Linked DNA regions of Hordeum vulgare: region 2 is linked to region 1. A link is a contact called in public Hi-C data. All regions are on one chromosome and are shown on one strand. The core of a region is the stretch at or near the end of the contact, and the rest is flanking DNA. Distances in the headings are between cores, read along the strand shown. Region 1 holds the start of LOC123453027 (protein MODIFIER OF SNC1 1). Region 2 has its middle 100 kb from the start of LOC123397690.

The links. Hi-C and Micro-C count contacts between places; a contact is called where the count stands out from the background.
Region 2: a contact with region 1 is called in a Hi-C map of leaf, with 2.3 times the contacts expected there. The contact joins the enhancer-like site here to the promoter of LOC123453027 in region 1. A contact is called at or near these places in 2 of 6 Hi-C or Micro-C datasets (leaf and seedling) and 1 of 1 datasets of contacts at active chromatin or transcription factors (embryo).

Annotation. Positions count from the first base shown.
Region 1 is chr5H:97,938,467-97,946,074 of MorexV3_pseudomolecules_assembly, reverse strand. It overlaps LOC123453027 (protein MODIFIER OF SNC1 1), which reads left to right and starts at 2,738. Exons shown (of 9, transcript XM_045129790.1): 1 at 2,738-3,135; 2 at 5,052-5,129; 3 at 5,215-5,259; 4 at 5,376-5,739; 5 at 5,820-5,910; 6 at 6,131-6,229; 7 at 6,343-7,608. The coding sequence starts at 5,080. LOC123453029 (a long non-coding RNA gene) reads left to right here. Exons shown (of 4, transcript XR_006632692.1): 2 at 181-557; 3 at 1,623-1,676; 4 at 1,811-2,026.
Region 2 is chr5H:98,642,019-98,649,626 of MorexV3_pseudomolecules_assembly, reverse strand. No RefSeq gene overlaps it. Among protein-coding and RNA genes, the nearest start is that of LOC123397690, 100 kb to the left of the region's middle. Within about 2 kb of position 3,841, at least 1 of the 3 cell types and tissues checked has open chromatin away from gene starts, as enhancers often do. A contact at or near this core is called in seedling, where this site is marked.

The sequences.
Region 1 (7,608 bases), core at 1,489-3,988:
ATTTGTTGCTTGAGTTTCATTTTACATTGTTCTTATGAGATGATATTTATACCTTGCATGAGATCCATGATACATAATGTTCTTTCTTCACACTATTTTTGTTAAACTTACATTTATTCAATATATGAAGTCAAGTAGCCAATAGCAGTTGGGTCATTCAAGTTTTCCTTTCTTTTGTAGTATATGAAGTGTGGACATTTTTAAATCATTGCATTGATGTCGCGGATAGTGGCGCCATACATGTCCCTTTCGTCACCGTCTAAAGGTAGCTCAAATGTTCTATCAGATGATCCCATGTCTCTCTCTCACACACACACATTCTCTCTCTCTCTCTCTCTCTTCAAATTTGATAACATGCCTTCAGTTCCAACAACATATATATCACACGGTCATCTATTATTTTGGTCATAAATTGATTTCACGATATAAATTAAATGAAGGGGGAGCAACTCGTTGGAGGAGGGAAACAAGTAATATATTTTTCTTTCCTTTATCTATGCTCTCTAAAAATCGGTCATTTTTGTGGTGGGTTGGAGAGTAACCAAGGTGTGTATAAGGTGAGTATAATATTTTCAATACTTGTGCTTTCTCTATCACCTCGTGGCAACTGAAAATTTGTGTGAATATAATTCTTATTTATATGTTTGTGTATTAGCAAAGTTATCATACTCGAGATTCTGACTCGGATCAGAGCTCAACTGGTAGGATTGTGGATCGTATAATCATAACTACAATGATCGTAGAAACTTTGATTCTATGAGAAAAACCATATAATCAGAGAGGGACTAGTTTGTATCGCAAGGGCGTAAGATACTAAGATTTGAGCCGCGATTCTGACAACTTTGGTTTGCAGATAACAACGAATTTGCTAGACAAGTATGTTCCTCGTAGAGTTCTCGATACAACAATCATAAAGGTTATGAACTTAAACCCTTAAAGTAATCATTCACATTTATTCGTAAGTTGTAGGATTTGTGTGATCAGTTATGGAGTTTATGAAGTGCCAATATGCTTTTGCTCCGTTCAACCTAGTTTTACTAGCATTGGCATGGTGCTGCGTACCATGGTTAGACTTGTAGTAGAGTTCATGATATTTAACTTGCTGATGCATAATTATGAGATGATAGTCACTTCACTTTCAAATTTTCCTTAAAATGCTAGTTTATCTAATAACCTCATTATATGGCTGCGTTGTTATTTCTCACTACTAGCTTTCTAAGCAGCTTAAGTTACAACTTTGTGCTCACACTACCTACTTCTTGGAAGGAGGGCCTAATGCAGAAAAAGATATATTATGGCTTTATGAGTAGTATTTGTAGTAGTGCGTAGACAAGCTATGCATAGATACACTTTTGCATTAGTTACTGTATTCACCAACTCACAATCTTGTAATGTTAGAAGGCATTCATGTGGTATCATTTGCTAAGAAGTGTTGTCAACATCGATGAAGATGACATAGCTTGATGATGATATTGGGGTCAATTACATTAACGAGACAACATTTATTTTCTGCTCCCCGCCTCATAATATAAGATTTTACTACAACATATTACCATATATCCTTGTGTTCTGTTTGACAACAACCATGGTAGAACTGTTGACATGAGGGAGATCCTCTGCAGGCTGTCTAGCTCGAGGAACTCGCGTGGTGACGATGCTCTGGGCTCTACTTTCAGGTAAACACGAGCACATTTTGCATGAGATGGTTCTTGAAATGATCTTACCAATTGCAGTGGCAATGCATATGGATGTTTAGTTTCGAGAGATTCCTAACTCTACCCCAAAACATAATAAGACAGTACTATTTCAGTCATACAATGTCGATCGCTCGGGCTGTAGCAGCAAGGAAGAGTTGGAATCGATGTTTTGGGTAAACAGGAGATACACCACTACAACTAAATACGTCAAGTAATATCACTAATTTCACATGCTTAGTAGAGTAGGAAGAACAACAATATCCTGTATGGTAATTTTGAGTTCTTCTCAAAATGTACATATCATATGTGAAGCAAATAATTTATGTATTGTTTTGTAGGAGTTTGGATTGTTCCGAGAACAACCTTTTAAAGTTTGGATTATTCTGAGTTATCATAGGAGTTGGGAGTGCCCTGCATGTTTTGCTGCGACTACTTGCACTATAGGAGTCTCCCAACGCAGGTCATCTTTCTCATCGTTTCCCTCCTTCAGCCCCTCCCTCTAGATTCCATTGTAGCTTTCATGTGAAAGACCATATCATGCATAAGAATAACATGTTTCATTGGTGTGTGCGCATCAACACTGAGCTTTTGTGCTACTTTCATTTCGGAGTGATGTCCAATGTTGTCAATGTGCGCAGATACTTTATTTTATTTTATAACGCACTTAACTCATATTATGAGATTTTGTTTAGACATAATTTCCACACATGCACCTGGGATTATCCGTGTTCGCAGTAGAAACTTATTTCTTGCGTTGGCTGAAATTTTGTTTAGATATTTGTTGTGATGTAACATGTAAGGGTATCGTTGCCTTAATGTTGCTTATCTATGAGATTACTGCATGCTTTCAGTTTCAGGAACGGAACAACCAAACTTGTAGGATTCTCTTGGCAACGTTGTCTCTGTCGGTGAAACTAGAGAAGGCTGCAAAAATGACCAGATAAGGAATCAACATGTTTTCTTTTATATTTCATACCATGATGCCATGTGCGGTGCATATTGTACTTTACAATCTTAAAATTTAGGAAAATACATTTAAATCCTTTTTTTTTCGAGAAACTTGTGTTTAAGTGAGAAGAGGTAGTAAAGTATTGCAAAGCTACATTTAGTTTATTTGCAGCTAGCAACACCAACTATATATTTTATTGCGAATAAGCACCAACTATAACCTTGAATTCATTCTCTCTCAGCCTAGGAGACATGTCTCGAATAGATCAAGTTCATCTATTTTCTTATCGACGAGGTTTTTAACAACATTTTACATGTTTTCCAGGTGAATCGAGCGAGGCCAAAACAAGCAACGTGCAAATCAGCCCGATCGTACAGCCCAACATACATCAGCAACACAAACCTAATGCACATGACCAACATAGCAACGCAAAGAAACGCTCTCAGAAGGCCCGCAATGGTCATCCGGTGACGAGCCGTGACACTTGTGGTAATCTTGGCTCGCACGAAACGTCGACGTCGACCCTGGCCACCCAAATCCATATCCAAGCACGCAACTCCTACGGGATCCCCTGCGGCGGACGGACGCAGGAGTCCACCACTGGAACGACTCCACGCGTCCCCGGGCACGCGCGCGAGCCCACCAATCCCCGCACCGCCACGCGTCCCCTCCGCCTCCCCCTTTATACCGCTCTCACGAACGCCTCTCCAACCTTCTCTTCCCTCTCTCTCCTCCGCCCCCTGCCTTCCTTCCATCTGACGCGCGGGCCCCACCCGTCTCCCTCCGCCTCCCCCGCCGCCGCTCGCCGGACGGCAGGGCCCGGCCGCGAGGGTTCCCGCGGATTCTCCGCGCACGCCTCCCGCCTCCGCCGCCGCCGATCCGGGCCGATCGCGGCGTCCGTCCGTCCCTAGGGTTTCGCCCCCCTCGGCCCCTCCGAGGCCGTCAGAAAGATCTCGATCTCCCTGGCCTGGACGCGCCAGGTCCCCGTCCCGGCGATCGGAGACGCTCGATTTGGACTCCCGGCGAGGGGCGCAAGCTCGCGGGGAGGGGCCATGGCCTCGAGCCTGCTCACCACAGACAAGAGGTGCGAGATTCCCGCCCCCATCGCGCGCGCGCGCCGCGGTTTCCCCTCCCTCGTCGTTTTGAATTCCGTTGGCGACTGGATGCGCGGGGCCTTTGCATTGTCGCGCGTGGTTGATTCTGGTGACGCTTGCTATTTTTGTTTTTAAAATTTATAAATATCAGTTTTTTTTAATCATCGATTTGTAGTAGTGCTTGGCGTGGTGGTGTTTAGCTTTGGTCTTGTTCCAATTCTAGTTTCTGGATCGGAAGCATGACAGGCAGAGTGCATCTCTAGGTTGTTTGGTTCAATTCTATGCTGTTCGACGGTTAAGCTGTCAAGTTGTGTGGTAATGGTACCTGCGCGGCAGCGTCATGGCACCAGATGGCTGCAGATGAGCCCGTTCTCTTCTTTCAACCGACCAAATGTGTTTTATAGCTGATCTGCTTACTTTCCTCCGAGTGTATTTATCAAATCCCTTTTAGGGCAGAAAGTCAGTTATCTGCTTTCTTTTTAAATAAAAAGAGGAGCTGTCTTTCGTCCAAGGGTAAACTGCCCAGTTTTTTGTTAATTCTCTCGTTGGACCTTGATGAATGATTCGGCAGAGTATGTATTTAGTGTATTGAACAAAATATTTATCAAGAATACAAGATGCGAGTCGAGGTTCATATCATGTTTCATGTTTCATCTTGGCCCATCCACATACTGGAGTGCCAAAGCCTTTCTTGGACCTTCTTCGTTTTTACCTTTCTATTTGTAAGCCCTTGTTTTACGGGTTAATTAGATAAATGCCACTCGAATTCTAGCGATTCGGAGAAACACCACTGCAACTTCCAAACTTTGAAAAATGCCACTGCAAATTTTGCAAACTTTGAAAAACGCCAAGTGGCATTTTTCAAAGTTTGGAAATTTGCGGTGGCATTTCTTGGAATCGCCAGAATTTGAGTGGCATTTATCAAATAAACCTTTGTTTTATTCTTTAAGTGGTATTTGAACGAAAAAAATTGTATCCTTTTGATAGCATACCGTGAAGCAGTGTTTGGCATAACTCTGCACTCTTCCATCTCTCAGCCATAATTATTTCTGCGAATTAAATTTGTTAAATGCTTATCTACTGACTTGCAACGCCATTAGAACATTTGTAGTTCTCCTCCCATTGATGGATGATTAAGCTCCATTCATTTATCCTTCCGAGACTCAATATTTATCTCTATGGCAGTATGTTTTTTTTAACACTATATGCCTTACATAATCAGGTTGACGCGCTTAGTAATTGTTGCTTACGTATAGCACTGCTGCTGTTGTACTATGTGCGTACTTTATTATTCTGTACTGCTTTCTGCAGATGGGCTGCTCCTACAAGGAAATCTGGCATGACTGTTCTTGGAAAAATCCCAAAGCCCATTAATTTGCCAAGTCAGAGGTAACAGTTTTCGTATTGGGCATTGTAATCAAAATCTTATCTTTGTATACTTCTATGTGAACTGATTTAGTAGTTCTCTATGAAGGTTGGAAAATCAGGGTCTTGACCCCAATGTGGAAATTGTTCCAAAGTGAGTCCCCACCTCACATTTTTTATTCATTATTTTAGAGATCTGATGCTACTCATTCACAGTTCTCAATCGTTTTCAATAATTGCTATGTGATGAGGTTATGATTTTGATTTTAGGGGCACCCTCACATGGGGCAGCAAACCAGGACCTACAACACCAAATGCATGGAATTCCTCATCACTTCTATCTCCCAAGAAGGATGGGAATTCTGGTGCACCAAGCCAATTCAATGGCCGCCCCTCTTCTGGTGGCGGTTCAAGGCCCTCAACAGCTGGAAGTGAATCTCTTGACTCTCCTAATGCTTGGGGTCCAAATTCTCGACCGTCCTCAGCATCTGGAACATTACCATCACAAAATGTGCCAGTGGTCACAAATCGTCCTCGAAGTGCGGAGACAAGACCAGGAAGCTCACAGCTTTCTCGGTTTGCAGATAACCCCTCAGATAATATGAATGTGTCGATAAGGACTGTTGACAGATCGGTAATGCACAATACTTACTTTATATGGCTTGTGCATCAGCAATGGGAGCCTACTTAATATGTTTGTTCTTAACTATGTAGGGATCTTCACATGGGCATGTGTTTACTCTAAGCACCGGTGATTTCCCAACACTTGGTTCTGAGAAAAGCTCTGAATCAAACAGTCAACGAGGTAGTCTACAAGCAAAATGTATTATATATATTTTTTGTTCATACGATCATGACTTCTTACTGAATATTTGGAATTCTTGATTGTATTGATCATATGATATGCTGATATATGCCATATCTGCTAGATCTATTTCTGCAAATCGTAGTTCTTTGTTCAGAATGGTCTGATTTCAAATTCAAATGATGTATATTCTGATATACAAGATAATTTCTCCTTACAGCTCAGCCTTTTATTCTAGGTCATAGTTCAAAAGGGCGCCCAACTTCTAGTTCTGGTAAAGATGGAGCCCAAAATGATACGGGGAAGAGCTTACCTGCTGGTATTTAATTTCACTGTTTTATATACTTGCTAATGTCCCTACCGTCTCAGTTGTTGCATGTATATATTTATTATGGTCTGACCACTTAATGGGATACCGTTTCTGTGTTTTAGGATCTGGCGAAGTAGTTCGACCACCTAATACTCAACCAGCAGATATCATGAAGGCAGATCAGCCGGCACATGATGGAAGTGCTCCCTTTCCTGCCACAGGTCCTCCAAATGAAGCTCAGCAGCCACAGCCATACCCTCCTAACTATTGTATGCCCCCTCCACAGTTTGATTCATGGCGTGCACCTCCTGGTCACCCCCCTGAGGGAATGTGGCATAGAGGACCAGGTGGCCCATACAGACCAGTTGGTCCCTCTAGCAATTTCCCTGTCGAACCATTCCCTTATTATGGTCAGCTCCCACCCAACTCAGAAGCAGCAGCAAGGCAGGGCTCAGGGCATGGTGGATATCACTCTAAAAATGCTTATGCATATCATTCTGTCCCTCCCAATTCATATGTTGTGAATCAACCTGTTATTCCAGTTAGACCAGTTTACCAGGGCCCAATCCCTTATGATGGATATTATGCTCCTCAACGGCCAAATTTCAATAATGCCAATGTAAGAGATTCACCATTCATTGGAGGCCCTCATCAACCAGGAATATTGAATCAATTTCCCAACCAGAATGAGAACTTCCAGCCTGGATATTCTCAGAGCAGACCAGTCAAACACGAAGCAAGTCCTAAGGAGCTCTCAGAATCTGATAAAGTACATTTGATTTGTAGAGGACAGACTAGGATTTTGCATGATAACCCTGATCGTTTAGTAGGTCCTGGTGAAGCTGAAAGGAAGAGTCAGCCTGCACCACCACTTCTTCCACATCCAGATGGAAATCGAAACGATGTGAACACAAGGGCAGATATAAGGAATACCCCTAGTGAAAGGAACATGGTGCTTATGAAGTCTCTGCATGACAACAGAGGTCCTGATCGTATAAGCCATTCGTCTGTTTTGGAAAATGAACATTCCCATCCCAGGGAAACTGATGATGGCGCCGTCCTGAAAAGCTTGAAGGAGGATAATCTTCCGCTTGATCAGCAACCCATCATTAAGAAGAATGCAGCTTTGATAGAGAAAATAGGGAGTTTGAACAACAAAGCTAGAAATGTTGATGCACGTAATGTTGCAGAAGCATTTTCAAACAAGGAAGTCAAAGAGAAGCAGCTAAAAAATGCTGATTCAAAAGCAGATCGGGTGATAAAAGATGTTCCATCTACTCCTGCCATCACTGCTATTGCTTCTGCTTCTGTCCAGGCAGCATGTGTTTCTCGTTCTCCTGTGGTACAAAAACTGCAGAAGGAACCTAATGATGGTGGGGTTGTTGGAC
Region 2 (7,608 bases), core at 2,592-5,091, 700 kb before region 1:
ATTAGCACTCCGACCTCTACCTAGCCTTCTAAAAGTTCTAACCTTATGGGCCAACCATCTAGTCGGTTATTGTGATTTGCATTTGCTTGACCAGGATTTGACCACATAATTTGGAAAATCAGAGATGGTGATCCATCATTTCTTAAATTTAAAACTAGATTATTAATAGGTCGACTAATGTCAGAATACCAAACAACACAAAGAACAAGGGTATGGTTAATACCTAACTTGGACAGGAACCTAAAACTTGCAAAAGATAAATGGTATCAAGGCTAGTTGTACACACAAAATCATATCTTTTTTAGAATAAAAATAATAATATCTAACTTAGACATAATCAGTTCTTCTAGATTGCTTGCCAATTATAGCAATATAAAGGGTGCAGGGCCATCCATGCTCTATGCCTCTCAATTATTTTGTCGGATATATCTAACGGTTTTGGTAAAGGTATCGACTATAAGTTACGTGTCTAACTTTTTTTGCGTGTAAGTCAATCTATCGAGCCATCCGATTCAAATTCAATGTTTTTTGTGCTTTCCCCTTCCGAGTTAGCAAATTATTCTCCTTCACCTGGATCTGCCTGATCCAACACTAGCCCAACTGCATGTTGTTGCCACCCGTGATCGATGAAGCCCGTACATGCGCCTTGCCTCCCCGCCCGACCCTCACCTTTGCCTCTATCATGTCACCTCTGCCCGATCTTCCTTCTATGGCCCCACCACCCTTCTTCTTCAAAGTCGTCTCCCCAACATGCACCCAAATCATCAAGACCTGACTTGCTCTCTTTGGCTATGCCACGACGTCTCGTCTCCCGCTCATTCTTATAGGGACACCATGGAAGGCCGTGTTGCCCCTCCTTAGCCTCTAAGCTCTGCACGACCTCATCCTTTTTCACCAAGGAAAAATGACCGGTGCATTGGTCATTTTCTTATAACTTACCAATTTAGAGAACAATGAGGTTTGCTAAAACAAGGTTGATTTCACGTTCAAACAATGCGAGTTCATGTAATTAAGAAAACAATAGTAAACATATAAATGTATATACCAACGGTGTTTCGATGTCATATGGAAGTGTCCGCAAACGAGATGGCGATGGCTTGCTGTATAGCGTAAGGAATGGCTTCACCACTTGACTTAGATGGGAGAGGATTTTAGCATGCATGAGCGGGGGCATGCGACCCCTTTTTCTTTTTTTGCTTTAAATTTTTAATCTTTCGTATCTTTCAAACACAAAATACACACTAAATTATATTTACAAATTCATGTTTATGATGGTGAGGGCTTCCAAATGAGAACCATTTTCCAGATACGTTTTGATGAGTTTTTCAACTTGTGAAAATTGGTACGAACAACCAAAATCGTGAGCTTCAGGATCTACGACTGATAAAAATGTGTCAATTCCTAAAATTTGTTACGAGTGACCGATAAAATTGTAAATTTCAAAACCTATGACGAACAAAAATGTAAGTATAAAAAAATAAAACTTAAATAAGTGTGCTACGCATGAGCCGACTCGTCCTTTTAAAAGAGCAGCCGGGTCGCGAGCCGTCAGATTTGTGGCATCAGATGAGCCGAGCACGCCTTACCATTGCTAGTCTGCAGCAACTTTATTTGTGATGGTTTTTTTGCAACTGAGGTTTTGTAATAATTTTTTTACAACTGAGGTTTTGTTGTAAAAATGTTTTGAAATAAAGGTTTTGTTGCAAAACATAAAACTATCGTAGACCATTACAACATCGTATATGTTTCAAAAATATAATGCATATTACATAAACGCTATGCAGGTCGTCACTTGGACATGTATAAAGAGGGGGACATTGCCGCTACACTACCTTTTTGCAAAGGAAAAAGTCTATTCTAAACCCTGAACTGGTAGCGCTCCGGCAAAATAGACCCTGATGTCCAAATCCCTGTCGATTGCACCCTAAACTTCCAAATCCTGGTCTAAATCGAACCTTGAAGTGTACCACCAAACAAGGATTGGTGATGTGGCAACTTATGCCCGAAAATGGTTGCGTTGCGGACGTACTGGACCCTAATTTGCGCAGATGGACTGGGCCGGCCCAATGTTTCACGCGGGTGGACAGGCCCGCGAGGCAGAGGAGGCATTTATGACCTTGACCGCTCCGTGTCTTCCCGGCTTCGACCTCTCTCTCTTGCGCGGCAGCAATGGCGACCGGCAGGTGAACGGCTCCACGGCGACGATCGTGACGGCGGGGCGGCGCAAACAACTTGAGGTAGACATCTCGATGCCCTCCTCCTCCGATGCCCGTAGTTTAGGGAGAAATCGAATCGGATGGATTCTCACCTGTGCATCCACGCAGGCGTAGTATCGCCTGCCTGGATTCTGACGGCTCCACGAGATCCAACAAGGCGCCTTCCTACGAGGGTCGCACCTGTAGTACTTAGCAGGCTCATACGCCATGGCGTCTTCGCGGTAGCGGACCGGCGAGCGCACATCGGCCCCACTCCTTCCTGAAGCTCGACGGAAGCCGGGCGCGACAGAAGTACTCGACGACCACGACATCTCCCTCTCTGCCGCCGGCGCCAGCCACCGCCGCCCCGCTCTGATTTGTCCTCCCGCCCTGCTTTGCTTTACTCACCGGCGTGATGAACCCTAATTTCGTTCCCCAACTGTCAGCAAATTGGTTCTACTAATCGATGCTATTTGTTCTCTACTTTATAATGCATCGGAAAGATAGATGTGTATTTTTTTATGGACAAATTTTAAACTAAATATACATTTATTTATGGACCAAGGGAGTACATGAGTAGGCAACGAAATGCTCAAGCCACGCAACGACATAAATATGGAATCCACGAATCCATCTCATGCCTGCGACGAGATCTTGTGGAACCTTTTTGCTTCGACCGATTGACCTCCATGCTCACAGGAGGAGGAGGAGGCTAGCAATTGAAGACGGCATTACTGTGCGTGTCTGCATGCTGCATGCGTGGTAATCAGCTACTCGTGAGCTTGCAAACAATGGATACTACTCCCTCCGTTCCTAAATATAATTCTTTCTAAAGGTTTAACTAATGAACTACATACGGATGTATATATACATACTCTAGAGTATAGATTTATTCATTTTGCTTTGTTTGTAAACATCTGGTGAAATATCTTAAAAGACTTATATTTAGGTACTGAGGGAGTAGTACTAGTATGATTTGTTAGGGCATCTCCAATGGTTATAAGATAGTTGTTGGTAATTTTGACACATAGGATTTTTGATGATGTGTCATGCAATAAATGAGGAAAGAGAGCAAGGTTGTATGTAAATTAACCAACACCCTTGCACAAGCTCCAATGTAGAATGAGAGAGCACCTTATTTATTACATCACATCTTATTGGGCAAACTAGATACAACCCATTGGAGTAGTTGTATGTTAAGGTGTTGGTTGATGACATGGCATATTTTACTAACAACCTAACCAACAAACTGTTGAAGATGCCCTTATATCGAGACAGACCGAGGGAGGCCATGCATGTGATTGCTCACTCCCGTGCTAGGCTCCTATAGGTAGGGATTGAAATAGCTAGGCAACGTTGGGAAAGACACAGAGAGAGAGAGAGGTAGAGAGATCAATGCGGGAGTAGTGTATGCATTGTGCTTGGGACATGCGCATGCACGCGCGCGAGAGGGCATGGCATGCAGACCGGACGGTTCAGGAGGCGGATGTTGAGAATATGACCCCTTCCCGTTTCCCCGTAATGCGAGTGAAGAGAGATGGGACGCTACAAGCCTGCGTCGCGCGCATTACTCCTCACGGGATAGAGATGGAGTACTAGTAGTAGCTTGCTACGCAGAGGGCCGGATAGAGAGGAGCTGCAGATTGGCGCTGTTGCTGCGTTGGGAAGTGCCAACTGCCGAGCGTAGGCTTCCTAGGAGCTGCAGAGGCTAGCTGCCACCGCGGCCAGGCCAATGGCATTTTTAATGAGCAGTAGCGGAGGAAACAACGTCCAGGCGCATTTCATGTCCATTTCTTTTTTCATTTTTACTTATTTTCCATCTCATTTTTTATCCAAGAATACAGTTTTGTTGCTGTCGACTTGTTTGTACGAAGGCACTGCGTGCAATGCAGGGACGGGGAACCTGAGCCGGAGTTGGGTGGAGCCGGCTCCCGACGTTGATTGACTTTTCTTCACGGCAAATCTCTGCCCAAGAGATTTGAACCGGGATCGTCCCTGATACGAATTAAAAACGCTGCCGGCTGGGGAAAACGATGGCGTTCGATTAGGCACGAGAACTTGGCAATCAGAACCAAGGTGACAGAGCTAGCCGAGCCGAGCGGACGCCGTCGGTAACACGAGACCAGAAATGTCCAAGGCCCGTGCGCGCATGGAGCTCCTCATACGCCAAGGGAACGCGAACAGGAGACGTCGGAGTCCAAAAATCTCTCCCTAATAATAAAGCACGCATTGCTTCTTCCGTCCGTCGTGGTTGTTTTGTAGAAAATCCCTTGAAGTTTTCCAAAATCAACCCGCAGTCCGTTTTAAGTGAGAAACAATAAAGATCTCAAGTAATGATTATTAGGTTAAGACGTGTTGTATGATTTGCTTCTGTTGCAACGCACGGACTCTTTTGCTATAATAATAAAAGAGCTACCGCTTCTGTCGTTCGTTGCGGAATTTGCCCCTAGACTTCGCAGGAATTACGCCCCTATGCCACCGGTGAGTGGAAAAAACGATTTGTTTTCCTTTTTTTTGGAGTCAGGCGTTCGTCCATTCTCCATTTAAAATAATACCTGAACAAATCACAGTTCCACGCGCATCCCACTGATCTGAGTCATGCTCTTTCATCCGGATACCTGAGTTCGATCCCTGTTGCTGCCTTTCTTAAATTATTATTTTTGCTTTTTAATTTCAGTATCTCCTTTACCTCTTTTTTTTGGGATTGTATTACATTTCAGGTTTTGGTGTCTAAAAATTTCAGTACAAAACAAAATCTGACAGTATATGCCATTTAGAGGAGTATTGCTGTCAAAATAAACTTTTTGTTTTGTCTCTCAAGTTTTCTAGTTTTCTTCTAGATTTGAATATGTTGTTGGTAGTTTGCATTCATAGATTTTTCGTAGCAACTGACAGAATATATTATTATCAAATCCATAACTATACCATAATAGTAAATTCCACCAAGAGCTCGGGCGAGCGAACTGTCACTGGGTCACATATCCTCATTTTTCTCCATCAAGTTTCATTAGATGAAAATGTAGACGTTGCAATATTTAGATTTATTGTGTGTGTCGACTCTAGATAAGTTCGCTGATTCAAGAAAAATATTTTAAAAATGTTCACATTTTAAGAATATATATTTACAAATAGTCTAAAATGTTCATGAATGCAAAAATATATTCCTGATTTTAGAAAATGTTCGCGAACTTGAATTTTTATCACAATTTCAAATATTTTTCAAAAATATGATTTCACAAAAATGAAAGTGATAATGTATTTTTCGGTGATGTAGCAAAATATGGTTATCGCCGTTGAAAATTATGATGTTTTTTCTTCCGTTGCAACGCAAGGGCCATTTTGCTAGTAAAAACTAAAACTCCAGACATATCATGCGGGGTTCCATGGGTAACCAACATCTCATGTCAACGTTTCAAAAAGAAAAAGAACATCTCATGTCAAACGAAATAGCGGGCCTTGGGCAGCTCCTACAACTGACATTCTCAATGGACTGGAAAACGGGCACGACGAGCAAGTGAATGCACATGAGGACATCATGTTTTCAGGATCCATCATGTTTCACGACAAGCAAATGCCTTCACATCATGGTTTTTTTGGCACGGGCCTGCACATCATGTTTTCAGGGCCCATCATATTTTTCTAGTTGATTCGCCTTGTCTTGAGCTATACATCCAATTCCACGTATAGTACACACAAAGGCGAGAGCTCTTAATCGGGGCTTCAAGCGCTCGTTCGCATACTTAGCCCGTAGGTTTGAAAAGTCTGTGGTCTAAAATGTTCATGGTTTGGAAAAAATCATGAATTTGAAAAAGGTTACAAATTGAAAATTTTCACAATTTTGAAAAATTTCGTGGATCTGAAAAAACAATGAATCTGATTTTTTTATGAATTTGAATAAAAAATCATGAGTTTGAAAAAAAATGCGGTTACAAGACTTTCAAAGATTTGAAAAGTTTACAGCTTGAAAATCTTTACACTTTGGAGAGAAAATCATGGATTATAAAATGTTCACGGATTAGAAAAGAATTTGCACTTCAAAATAGTTCATGAATTTGGAAAAAGGAAAATAAAATGATAAGTAAAAATGAAAAACCAAGCCCAAAAAAGACAAGGAAGAATCGTCCCACGAAAGTTGATGGGAACCTTCTAGAAGGTTCCCAAAATCGATGATTGGACATGCGAATTATGGGTCGGCATGCTTAGAAACGCAACGAAAGGTACGTGAGCGATGTACATGAAAATTGTTAAATCGGGCGCCTCAAGCATTCTGCGTCAAGTAGTCGCACGGTCACACACAACACAATCAAGCTAGCAATTGAACTTAGCTTGTCCATCTTAGATAGCTGACAAGTAGTTCGCATCCGGTCTTGGGTTATCAAAGACATCTTTTTGGAGGCATCAACACTTGTTTATAGCGGTATAACATATACAATGACGAGCGATGCAATAGCATGTGGAGAGGGTTTGTGTCTAGCAATAGACCTGGTCAAACACACGGTTCATCTGGCATATGATTGCAAGAGTGTCTTAAAGATACCGAGGAAATTGTAAAGTGCTATATACCCTTCTGCGAGTGACATCTCATCCATGAACAACACAATAACAAGTCTGAGGCTCGCAACGTAGGTAAATATGCAAACAATTTGAATGAGGGTTGCCATGGGTAGCTTGGAGTTCCTTTAGACATTGTCAATTCATCTGAATTTTTCAGTTTTTTAATAAAGCTCAGCAATGTTGCCTAAGGTTTTGGGAAAATTTTAAAAGGTTCTGGTCCTGTTTTTTATTGGTTTGGGAACCTTTTGAAGATTCCCCACTCAAACAGTAATTTAATAAAGCTTAGCCATGTTGCCTAAGGTTTTGGAAAAATTCTGGAAGGTTTTAGTTCTCGTTTAATCGGTTTTGGGAACATTTAGAAGATTCCTGAACCATATTTTTGTTTTTTTTTTACTGTTTTTTGGTTTTTTTTGTTTCTTTTTTTTGTTTTTGTTCAAAAATTCACAACTTTTTAATAAATGTTCTTGATTACAAAAAAGTATTGTTTACCTTTCAAAATGTTTGCAAATGTCATAATATGTTTGGCAATTTCAAAAATTGTTCAAAAAATTCATTTTTTTATATTTTAAAATTTTGTTTGGAAATTCCAAAAAATATTTCTGTTCTCGAAGATTGTTCTCGTTACAAAAAATTGTTTGTGTTTCAAAATTTTGTTTTTCAAATTTCAAAAAATGTTCCAGTTTTCGAAAAATATTCTAGAGTTCCAATAAAAATCATGTTTAAAAAAATTGTTTGTGATTTTCAAAAAATGTTCCTGTTTTTACAAAATGTTGGAGTTTTAAAATTTGTGAAGTGTTCGTGTTTCATATAACATGCATGTCTTTTTCTTAAAAAAAATGCTTCAGGTTTGAAACTTAAA